Linked DNA regions of Anser cygnoides: region 2 is linked to region 1. Evidence: chromatin contacts called from public Hi-C data. All regions are on one chromosome and are shown on one strand. The core of a region is the stretch at or near the end of the contact, and the rest is flanking DNA. Distances in the headings are between cores, read along the strand shown.

Evidence for each region. Hi-C and Micro-C count contacts between places; a contact is called where the count stands out from the background.
Region 2: a contact with region 1 is called in a Hi-C map of liver, with 1.8 times the contacts expected there. The contact joins the promoter of KMT2C here to the enhancer-like site in region 1. A contact is called at or near these places in 2 of 7 Hi-C or Micro-C datasets (both in liver).

Annotation. Positions count from the first base shown.
Region 1 is chr2:7,621,871-7,627,052 of Taihu_goose_T2T_genome, forward strand. It overlaps KMT2C (lysine methyltransferase 2C), which reads right to left. Exons shown (of 61, transcript XM_066991125.1): 5 at 4,589-4,795; 6 at 1,397-1,536. Among named protein-coding and RNA genes, the nearest start is that of KMT2C, 75 kb to the right of the region's middle. Within about 2 kb of position 2,586, at least 3 of the 3 cell types and tissues checked have open chromatin away from gene starts, as enhancers often do. A contact at or near this core is called in liver, where this site is marked.
Region 2 is chr2:7,696,505-7,701,686 of Taihu_goose_T2T_genome, forward strand. KMT2C (lysine methyltransferase 2C) reads right to left here and starts at 2,949. Exons shown (of 61, transcript XM_066991125.1): 1 at 2,761-2,949; 2 at 2,476-2,649. The coding sequence starts at 2,648.

The DNA of each region.
Region 1 (5,182 bases), core at 1,336-3,835:
ATTTCCGCACGTTCTGTACACCTGTTTCTAGCTTTCAGATGCCTGATCATAAAATCCTAATAAGAGGGTATATGCATAATGATTGTGCACAGGACAGACGCGAAGGTCTTGGTTTTAACTCCAGACAACATTTGTCTGTATGTACTCTTAACATGTTTGCCAATGACCACACACAGATCCGTATGTTTATGTAGAACATGCTCAAATGACGCTTTAGAGTTCTACATAAAATTTTTAAAAGGTAAAAACATAGCATGAACAGAAGAACCACATAAGAAAACTGCATCAATGCAACAGATGCGTAATACAGATTTAAGTACAAACACATTATTGATAAATGAGTATCTGCTTAAAAACAGAATTTGCAGAAATCAATGGATATATCTTAAAAAGAAGTTTCTAATTCAGCCGTGGGAAAAGACAGTGTAAATGATGAATACTTCCAAAGGAATTCTGTGACAGCTTTTTCCTAGATTTGAAACAATGCTGTACATTAGCTGCTGAAATTAGATACTGCAGTTGGCCAACTTAATAATTCAGCCACAAAAAAACTCCCTCAAAAATTCTGCAATAGCCTGGGAAGAGTCCTCTACAAATAATAATGACAAAATAATTTATATTGATCACTCCCCCATCCCCACACACTATAGTATAACTATTTAAAACAAAAGTTGTTGTTTTAAATTAGACTTTGAAATCAATTTTCACACTCATGAAAGAATAACATTTATATTACTGCACAGGTTTAAACAGAAATGTATTTCCATTTTTGAGTCAAAATATGTGAGTGGACTACTGGCATCAAAAGAATGTGGACACAGACGCTTTCTGAAAAAGTCATTCATAATTGAATAAAAAGAGAAGCTACGTTAAAACAAAAGCATAAAAGCATACAAACCAGACAGTTTTCTTACAGAGAAGTGTGCAAGTGTGTTATATCTCTATTGTTTTATCAATACCTGCTCTTTTAAATCTTTCCTTCCATTATTTCAGATAATCCATAAGAGCAGCATGAAGTTAGGTGAGGCTACAAGATTGGGACTTTAAAAATTGTATTAAGCTGTGTCTCATTTCTTTTCCTCTTTTTTTCCACAAAATACAGCTGTGATACTGAGATGTTACTACCTGAACAACAACAGTTCAGTAGCAGATTACAACTATTTCCTCATATAGTCATAGAATCCTTTAGGTTGGAAACAAAACATCGTCCACGACCTGCTAAGATTCTGTCCAGTACTGTACAGAAACATCACAAAACACTGGTAAAAGCTAAGAAAGCACAATCAAATACTTTACAAACACCAGAGCACAGAAAATGAACAGCTGAATAACTTCACTCATTGTCACTGCAGCTACTGGTGTATGCGAAACAATGAAGAAGAGCAACATATCTTACCTGTTGGCTCAAATAAGGCTTGAACATCAATGTCATCTGGTAAGCCAACTAAACTGAGTTCATCCCAGAATTTGACAACCTGATCGTCGGAAGCAGTTTGGGTGCTTACACTTGTACATGATGCTATACTCGATCGAGATCTGTATCAGGAAGAAGAAAAAAAAACACCTCAGAAGTGACCACATAATTCATTCGATTAGCTAGATACTTGTAAATGATACAAAACTCAGGTAGAACAAAGTTTTCCAAACATATTAAAATATAATCAACATGACCAAAAATCTGAGAATTGGAGAATTAAGTAACAGCGAGCAGTCTGTTACTCTGGGGAAGACAAGATGGAGAAGGAAGCCAAGAGGGTGCTAAAGGTGGGGAGCATCAACCTCGGTTGCAGCGGATAAGTAAGAAAAAAGGGGAGGGGTAGGGACAGCAGGAAGGAATGCGGGGGGATTCAGAAATCCAGTGATATAAAGGTTACTACCTTGTGCTGACATGGGCGTATCTCATTTCTAACTGTATTAATTTGTTCCCCAAATTCTAATCTTAACAGAAAACAGGTAATAACACTCAGATTAGTCAACTAACAGAAGGAAGTGGTGATTCCTCCTGCTTTATTTCCTGCAGGCAAAAATTTATCTTGGACATCTGAGGATCTGCATTAAGCTTACTTACTCAAGAGATCTGACCTCATTCAATGCTTCACTGGTTAGCAGGAAAGAGGGTGGTGGTGTGTTTTTTTTCTATTAACGTTCTTTGAACTTCATTATTCTCTCCCATTAGTAACTCAAAGTTGTACATTTATTGTTTCTTCCGAGTTTGTATAGTTGAGACAGCATAAAAATACCTTTCTGCTGACTTCTCTCCTTCTGCGCACAACCACTAAAAAAGGACACTAAAAATGACCTGGTGCCAAGAGCTACAGTAAACAACGGACTTGTAACCTGTGATAACACTGCCTTCCTAAATACTACGTGTGCTCTACTCCAAAAACAACATTCAGAAATATACAGGGAAAAATCAATAAAAAACTTGTGGGAAAAAAAAAAAGAGAGAGAGAGAAACAACCCTCTTGTACTGCCAGAGAGAGCTTAAAAGTTTTTAATTACTAAATGATATTCTAATGACTCATGACAGTTAGCTCCAGCACTATCAGCAGTGCGATGCCCCTTACAGAGCACCGAATTAACCCGCTCTGGTCTACAAAACTCCCTCCTGAACAGCCCCCACGCTCAGCAGAGCCAGTTCCAACATTCAACCACCACTCAAAACACCAAAACTGAAAAAAAAAATTAAAAAACAATTAAACCCCAACTGACACGGCATTTCTCACAGGATCCAATCCAGTCAGCAAACATCCTCATTTACTCTGCAGTTTTATCCTGAAGTGAAACACACTCCGCCCCAGCCTGTTTTTTTTTTTTTTTTTTACTTTGTGTTTTTTTAAGGCACTATTTGACGTGCATATCAAACACCGAGGAACCGTGTGAGGCGAGGGGGTAGCTCTGTGAGGCTGAAGAGAACCTGTTTTCCCCCGCCAGCACCCTCCAACGCCCACTTTTACAATGTTGACAGAGTCGTACGGCAGCATGCTGTCGGCCTGACCAAGCACAAAACTACCTCCGCCAGCAAGCCGGGCCCAAGTACTGAACCTTAACAAGTCCCGTTGGGCACACCCAGCCGAAAATACGTCACCAAAGTGCTCCTGTCAGATCTGGCACCCCTAGGAGCGAAGCTGGGTGGCAAAGAGCCATGCACCACACAGCCGCAGCTGCCCTGCCAGCGGCTGCAGGACCCCGTTCGTGGCTCCATCTTAAAGCAGGGGGGCCGCTGCTGCTCCCTTCCCTTCCCTTCTTTTCCCTTCTTTTCTTTTCCCTTCCTTCCCTGCACTTCCCTCAGCTTCCCTCAGCCGGGCCTCGGGGCTGGCGGCGGCCCCGCGCCCACAGCCAATCCCCGACATCCAGCACGGCCCCGCTGGGGGATCAGCCTAACAACCCGCTTGTCTGATTAGTCACATCCGAAGCGTCGTCGCCGTATCTTTAATAAAACCTATCTGCGGAGTTGTGTTTGTGTTCCTGCCATTTTTCAGAATTAGTGAGTTTGGTAATTCAGGGCGTGGAACACTTCCCCTCTGAGCTGAGAGCTGGGACTGTTCAGCTGGAGGTGAGGGGGAGATACCAACATCTATAAATACCTGGTGGTATTTCAGTGCTATTCTCAGTGGTGCCCAGTGCCAGGACAGGAGGCAGTGGGCCCAGCCTGGAGCCCAGGAGGTTCCCCTGACCCCCAGGCTGCCCAGAGGCTGTGGGGTCTCCTCCTTGGAGAGCTCCAAAAGCCGCCTGGCCATGGGCCTGGGCACCCTGCGCGGGGTGGCCCTGCTGGGGCAGGGGCTGGGCCCGAGGGACCCTGAGGTGCTGCCAGCCTCACCACGCTGCGATTCTGTGATACTGAAAGGTGGCACCTACCTGACAGGACACAGGATACCGCTAGTACAGTGACTGACAACACTGTTTTAGGAAAGCTAATGAACACCACTTCCAAAGGGTACTGAACATGCTACGTGTGTGTAACTTTCCTGTCACAGTGGCATGAACCAGTTTTGGAGGACATGGGGAAAATGCTTCCAAGAGATGGAGAGAGGCTTCTATTTACTCCATTGTACAAAATAAATGGCACTTCAGAAATCCATTATCTTCTATCCTTTTGCATACTGTCTTCCATTTACTTTCACAGAATCACACAGAATTGTAGGGGTTGGAAGAGATCAGGTCCAACCCCCAACCCCAATACTTTGAATTCACAATAAGATCTGTGCTTTCACAATAACTTCTAAATAATCTTTTCTATAGTCTTCTATTCAAGATTCTCACTTAAAAGGAGAAACCAATCTTTAAGAAGTGAAAAAGAGGCAACCATTTCTGTGTGAAATCAGGAGTTCAACCTAGTGATCTTTGTGGGCCCCTTCCAACTTAGGATATTCTACAGTTCCTACAGGATTTCCTATACTGCTTGCATTCTTTCAAAATAAAAAAAATAAAAAAATATATAAAAAATAAAAACCAAAACAAGCCTACTTATATTAATGAACCACATTAAATTTTCACAAATGCAACAGTACAAGTACCTCTAAACATACTTTGTGAGCTGCAGAGGAATCAAAACCATAAAACTATAGATCCTGTAAAACTGACTTACTTCTTCTGTCCTCTTTGTTTGCGCGGCACTGAGTTTTGCCTTGGAGTTTTCTCGCAAGCTCCATCGGTGCTGTCGCTGGCTTCGCTCTTGTTTAAAGGCTGGTTTTTCCATGGGATAACATACCCAGGAGTTGGACTGAATTGTTTTAAGTCTCCTTGTCCTAATGAGCTTCGTTCACCACAGTAACAAAAGGCGCAGAGTTGTTCGCTGTGGGAGGGAAGATAATTATTGCTTTGTGGGGAGGGGGGAAACGGCAGAGATATTCCATCCCAGATCAACTTCCACGCCAATTTAACCCATCACAGAAAAGCAACAACAGCTCACAAGTGCTGTCAGGTATCAGAACCCAACATTCAGGAAGGCAAACTACTTCCAGCCTATTTACACTTATGCTAAAGAACCTCTGAATTTACAGAAGCGCATGATTCATATAAATAAATAAACAGGAAATATCCAAGTGCTTAATAAAAAGATCATCTTTTTGTTCAAAAATTCTTAGCACGTGACAGGTCCACCACTATCTCCAGACACACAGTAGCTAAAAGGCAGAAGAAAACAGGGCAAAAAAGGAAAAGAATAGGAGGAACAACTTGA
Region 2 (5,182 bases), core at 1,699-4,198, 75 kb after region 1:
ATTCAGTGGAACATTTCCTATAATGGGATAAAGCAGTTGAACAATTTGACTGGCTAATAGTGATTTAGACATGTGATTACAGTACAGAAAATGATCTGACATATGCTCTTTTATCTGGTTTACATGAGGCACGTAAACCCAACTGGAAAACACAGGAGTGGAAAGGAAGACATGCCCAAGCAGTCGTATGAAAATAATAGAAATTATTTGTACTTATTTTATTTCTGCATTTGCTTAGTTAGTTTTAATCAGTATTTTGTAACGAGTAAAACATGATATAAAACCGTTTTTCCTCAGAACTGATGCAATAAGACCCGTATCTACTTTGTGAAAAAGTTGGAAAATTGGTATTTTAATAACAGCCTAGCTTCAAATGCATTTATGACTTATAACACCTTTACCAATATTACAGATTTTCCATAAAGATACAGAAGGACACCGGCCATGCTTAGCACCACACCAGGAAGGAATAATCATAACGTAAAGAAAAAAAACAGTACTGATTAATTTTAACTTTTTGTCTCAGCTAATTTTATTTCTTACACAGATGCTTGTACTCATGTCTGCGGAAGTACATATTTTTACAGGAAAATTTACTTTCCTCCTAAAACCAGTTGACAATATTCCCACGACACCAAAAACCTATCTGAAAAAAGGAATTACCTCTTCAGAGCCCACTTTTCGTCAAGAGCATGCACTCAGCCTCAAGTTGGCACACAAGATATGTCAGTTTTCTCTGATAATGCTATTTTGCCTTTTGGATAGACTGGTCCATTTCCAAGGTAGTTGCATTTTTCTTCCTAGAACAACTTCTAAAATAAAGCACTCAAGGTTTTCTGTGTAAGGCTTGGCTTCAACACGTAGAAATAAAGCGAAAGTATGTAAAACTAAGCATAAAGCTGGTGAACCTAATAACTTTACTGCGTATATATGCTTGGCAACTGCTTTCAGCTATGGTTTTAAGAAAATTTGTATCAAACACGGAAGACTATGAAGAGAAAGCTGCAAGCAACGCACCAACGCCAAAACCAGGGGGTGAACGCTCGAATCTTTCAAGCGCAACTTTCATCGACACGGAAAACGCCATACAACCCAACCTACGGACGGGTCTGTCCTGGAGTATTTACGCCACACGGAGCTGTAAAAACAAATTATTGCAGAGGAAAATACCGTCTCTGGTGCGTGTTTCCTGCACAGCAGGCTCCCTCCCTAGCGTTTTGGAAATTCGGGGTGAAATTCAGCGAGGGAGGCCTGGGGCGGGCGCTGAGCGCGGGGCGAGGTGCTCACCTGGCTCAACGCACCCGGCCAGAGCGGCCCTTGAACACAAAGGGAAGCCAGCTCTAAATCCCCGAGGCTCCCCCGGACTGTCCCCCACGGACTGACTTTTCTGCGTGGCTCCCAACCCCGTTCCTTGGCCGAACGTCCCCGTCCGGCTTTGTCCTGTTACTGCTGCCCTGGGCTCTGCCGGGGCCAGCTCGGCCGGTCCCCGAGCGGCTCCTCAGGGAGCCTGCCGCCCGGCCTTCCCTCGGCACCAAGCACGTAGCAGCGGCCCAGCACCCTCCCCCGCTTCCCTAAACCCCGCTTCCCCAACCCCCGGCTCCCCAAAACCCCGTCTCCGAGCCCTCCCCAACCCCCCCAAGTTTGCTCGGAGCCGCCGGGGGCTGAGGGGAGCGCGGGGCCCCCCTGAGGAGCGGAGGCGCTCGGCGGCGGCCGTTGTGGGGCGGCCGCTGCGGGGCTAACGTGCGCCATAGCACCCCGAAAGTCCCCTCGATTAAGGGCAGGCTGTCACAGCAAAGGGGCAGGCAGCCCCCCCTAAAGTCTCGTTGTGTTCCCCCCCGGGTCTGCCCTGCTTCGCCGCTGTCCCCTCTACGCGAGGGCAGCCGCTTGACAGCTCCCCGAGCGGCGCCCTCAGCCTCTGGGCGCCTCAAAGTCCTGCCCCAACTTTGTGTGTGTGTGTGTGTGCCGGGGGGGGGGTCCATCGCCTGCCACTTAGGGCCAGAACCATCTTTTTTTTTTTTTTCCTCAAAAAGGGGAAAGAATTGGAAGGCGACGAGGGGCTGCCGTGGAGAGCAGGGGATATTATATCCGATATCCAGGCGACGCTGAAGGAAGGAGAGTCCTGGAGGAGAAGGGAGCCCGAAAAGGAGGAAGGGGGAAGGTGCAAAGGAAGGGGGAAAGGAGGAAGAAGGGGGAAGAGCTGGAAACTCCGAAGAAAGAGGGAAAGAAAATAGGGACGGTAGAAGAAAAGTGAAAAGGGAAAACGGGCGGAGGAAGACAAAGGTGAAAAAGGAGGAGGAGGAGGAGGGGAAAGTGCAAAGGGGAGAGGAGGAGAAGAAAGAAGGGCCCTTCTCAAAATGGCATTGGGCAGGAGGGAGGGGGCGACGAGCAGCGAGTCTCTGCTGACAGCTCTGCCTGCGCCTGGCCGCCTGCCCCCTGCCCCTCTCTGCCTCGCACACACACACACGCTGAACTTACTTCTTTCTGGCTCTCTGGAAAGGGGAAGCGCCATCTTTGCGAGGCCGGCCCCTAGGTCTTTTGTCTGTGGCTGCTGCTGCTGCTGCTGGGGGGGGAGCTCCAGGCTCGGGGGGTTGCTGCTGCTGAGGCGGCTCCACCACCGCCACCACCAGACTCTTGTCCTCCGTTGACATCCTAGTCAGCAGGACGAGAGAGACACATGGATGATGATGATGGGGATGAAGATGAGGATGGTGATGGGGATCCCGATGCTCCTCCTGCTCCCGCGGCTCCTCTCCTCCTCACCTCCGCCTCCTCCACCTCCGCCTCGCATCGCTGGCCTCAGCCGCCGCCGACCAGCACAGGTAGCAGGGGGAGCAGCATGGGGGAGAGCAGCAGCAGCAGCAGCAGGAGGAGGAGGAGGAGGAGGAGGAGGAGGGGAAGGGAGGGCGAGAAGGGAGGGAGGGAGCGGGGAGAGGCGGGCGGGGGGGGGGGGGGGGGGTGCGAAGAGAAAGAGCGCGGAGGAAGGAAGGGTCTCGCACACAATAACACCCCCTCCCCGGCTCGGCGGGCTCCGTCGGGGCCCGGAGGAGGGGGGGGGGGGGGGGGGGGGGGGGAATAAAAAGGCGGAGAGCGAACGAGAGGCGGTGGCGGCTGATCCCCGCCGCTGGGCTCCCCCCCTCTCAGAGGCCCCGGGAGCTGGCGGCGGCGGCGGCTCCTGCGCTGCCCGGCTGCGGCGGCCGCCGCTTCATTGTGGGGCGGCCCTGCGCCCTCCCCCCGCGCACAGCCCCCGGGGGCGGAGGAGGAGCGGGAGCAGGCGGCGGCGGTGGTGGTGGTGGTGGAAGTTTTGACAGCTCCAGCTGGTGTGTGTGTGTGTGTGTGTGTGTGTGTGTGTGTGTGCCGAGTCCGGCCGGGCTCCGCGTCCCCTTCCCAGCCGGGCCGGGAGCAGGAAGTTTAACTTTTGGGGGAAAAGAAGGGGAGGAGGAAGGGTGAAAAAGGGGGAGGAGAGCGCTCTCCCCTCCCTCCCTTCCCCGCGGGGAGGAGAAGGGATCCCGGCGCTGCCCCGTCACCCCCCCCCCCCCCCCCTTCCCCTCCGCCTCCCTTTTCCCTTCCCTTCCCCCCCGACACATCGACGCGGCAGCCGCCCTGCTGCGGCCCCACACTGCGCCTGCCCGGCCCGGCCCGCCCGGCCCCGGGCGCCGCCACCCCGCCGCCGCCGCTGACCTCACGGGCGGGCTGCGGGGAAAGCGCGGAGCGGGCACGGCTCGGGACGGGGGCGCCCCGTCGCCTCCCAGCCCTTGGGGGTTTTTAAGTTATTTTACAACACAGCGCGGCACGCGGTGCCACCACAACCCCCCCCCCCCGGGGAACCCCACACACGCACAGCCCGGTGGGGAAGGGAAGGGAAGGGAAGGGAAGGGAAGGGAAGGGAAGGGAAGGGGGGGAGCAGAGTTCAGCGCTGCGTGCGGGGGAGACAAAGTCTGCGGAGCGTGGCCGCCTTCCAGCAACTCCTGCTGGAACAGCTGCGGCCGCTCGGGGCCCTCCCCCGGGCAGGGGCCTCGCTGGCTGCCTGCCCGCCCGGCTGCGCCGCGGCGAGGCGAAGGCGGGGTTCGGCCGTCCCTTACACGGCACTTCACGCGGCCCCGGGGGCCCGGGGGGACTCGCTCCGAGCGGAGACGGGGGCGAGCGGGGCAGCGCCGCGCCCAGGGGCTCGCCGCCCGGGGCCTGGCAGCGCTGCGGGCCCGGCTGAGGGGCGCCGCCCTGAGGGAGCGAGCCCCTGAGGCGGCCCCCGCCGCCCTCCCTCAGCCGGGCAGCGCCGCGGGGCCCCTCAGCCGGGGCCGGCCCCCTTCCCTCCCTCCTTCCCCGCTTCCCTCCCTCCTTCCTTCTCGCCTTCCCTCCCTCAGCCCGGTGCTCCTCCCGGCCAGGAGGTGAGCCCGTGGGGGGCTCCCGCCTCGCCCGAAGGCGTGTTGCACAAGTTCTCCGGGCTCCCACACACGCCGTGGGCAGCGATAGCGGCCAGGCTTGGTGTAAATACAAGAAAAGCTCCGAGAGCCCCACTCGGGACGTTTCGGCCCTTTGTCACGCAGGGGTTTGTGCGCTGCGTGAGGTCCAGGTGGTCAAAAGCTGGCCTGAGGTAGCACACGGAAGGGCGAGCACAGTTTGGGGATGTAAAAATAAACACAGATCGGTCCGGACCCTAACGCTGTTCCTCCTCACCAAAATTTTCACTTGTCAGCTTCAGAAGTACCAAATTAAAAATGACGTGCTGTGGCAAACGCAGCTTTTGCTGGCCTGTTTTCCTGGGAACTATTTCATAACAAAAAGCCTTCCTTGGTTCATTCCCTAGGTAATTAAATAAGATCTTCGTGATATTTTCTTGTCTATCTGTGGAGATAAAGGTGATACATTTATCTCCATCTCTGTACAAACACATACGTACGTATACATGATTATATAAAGCCACTCAATTTCTCAGCCATGCCAAGACAACCGCTGGATTATTGGCGTGACTTCCTTGGCCCGACTGCTGAAAATGTACCAATTTCTGCCAAATTAAAGAATACATTCTAAGCTAAATGTTTGTATTACAGTGTCCCTACATGACCACAGAGGTGTACTGCTCGTACGACTTCAGATAGCGGAACTTAGATGTTTACACGTTGTCTAATACATCGAATTTTGTTAAGTCAGGCAAGCGAACGTAAATTAACTGAAAACATTTCATCCT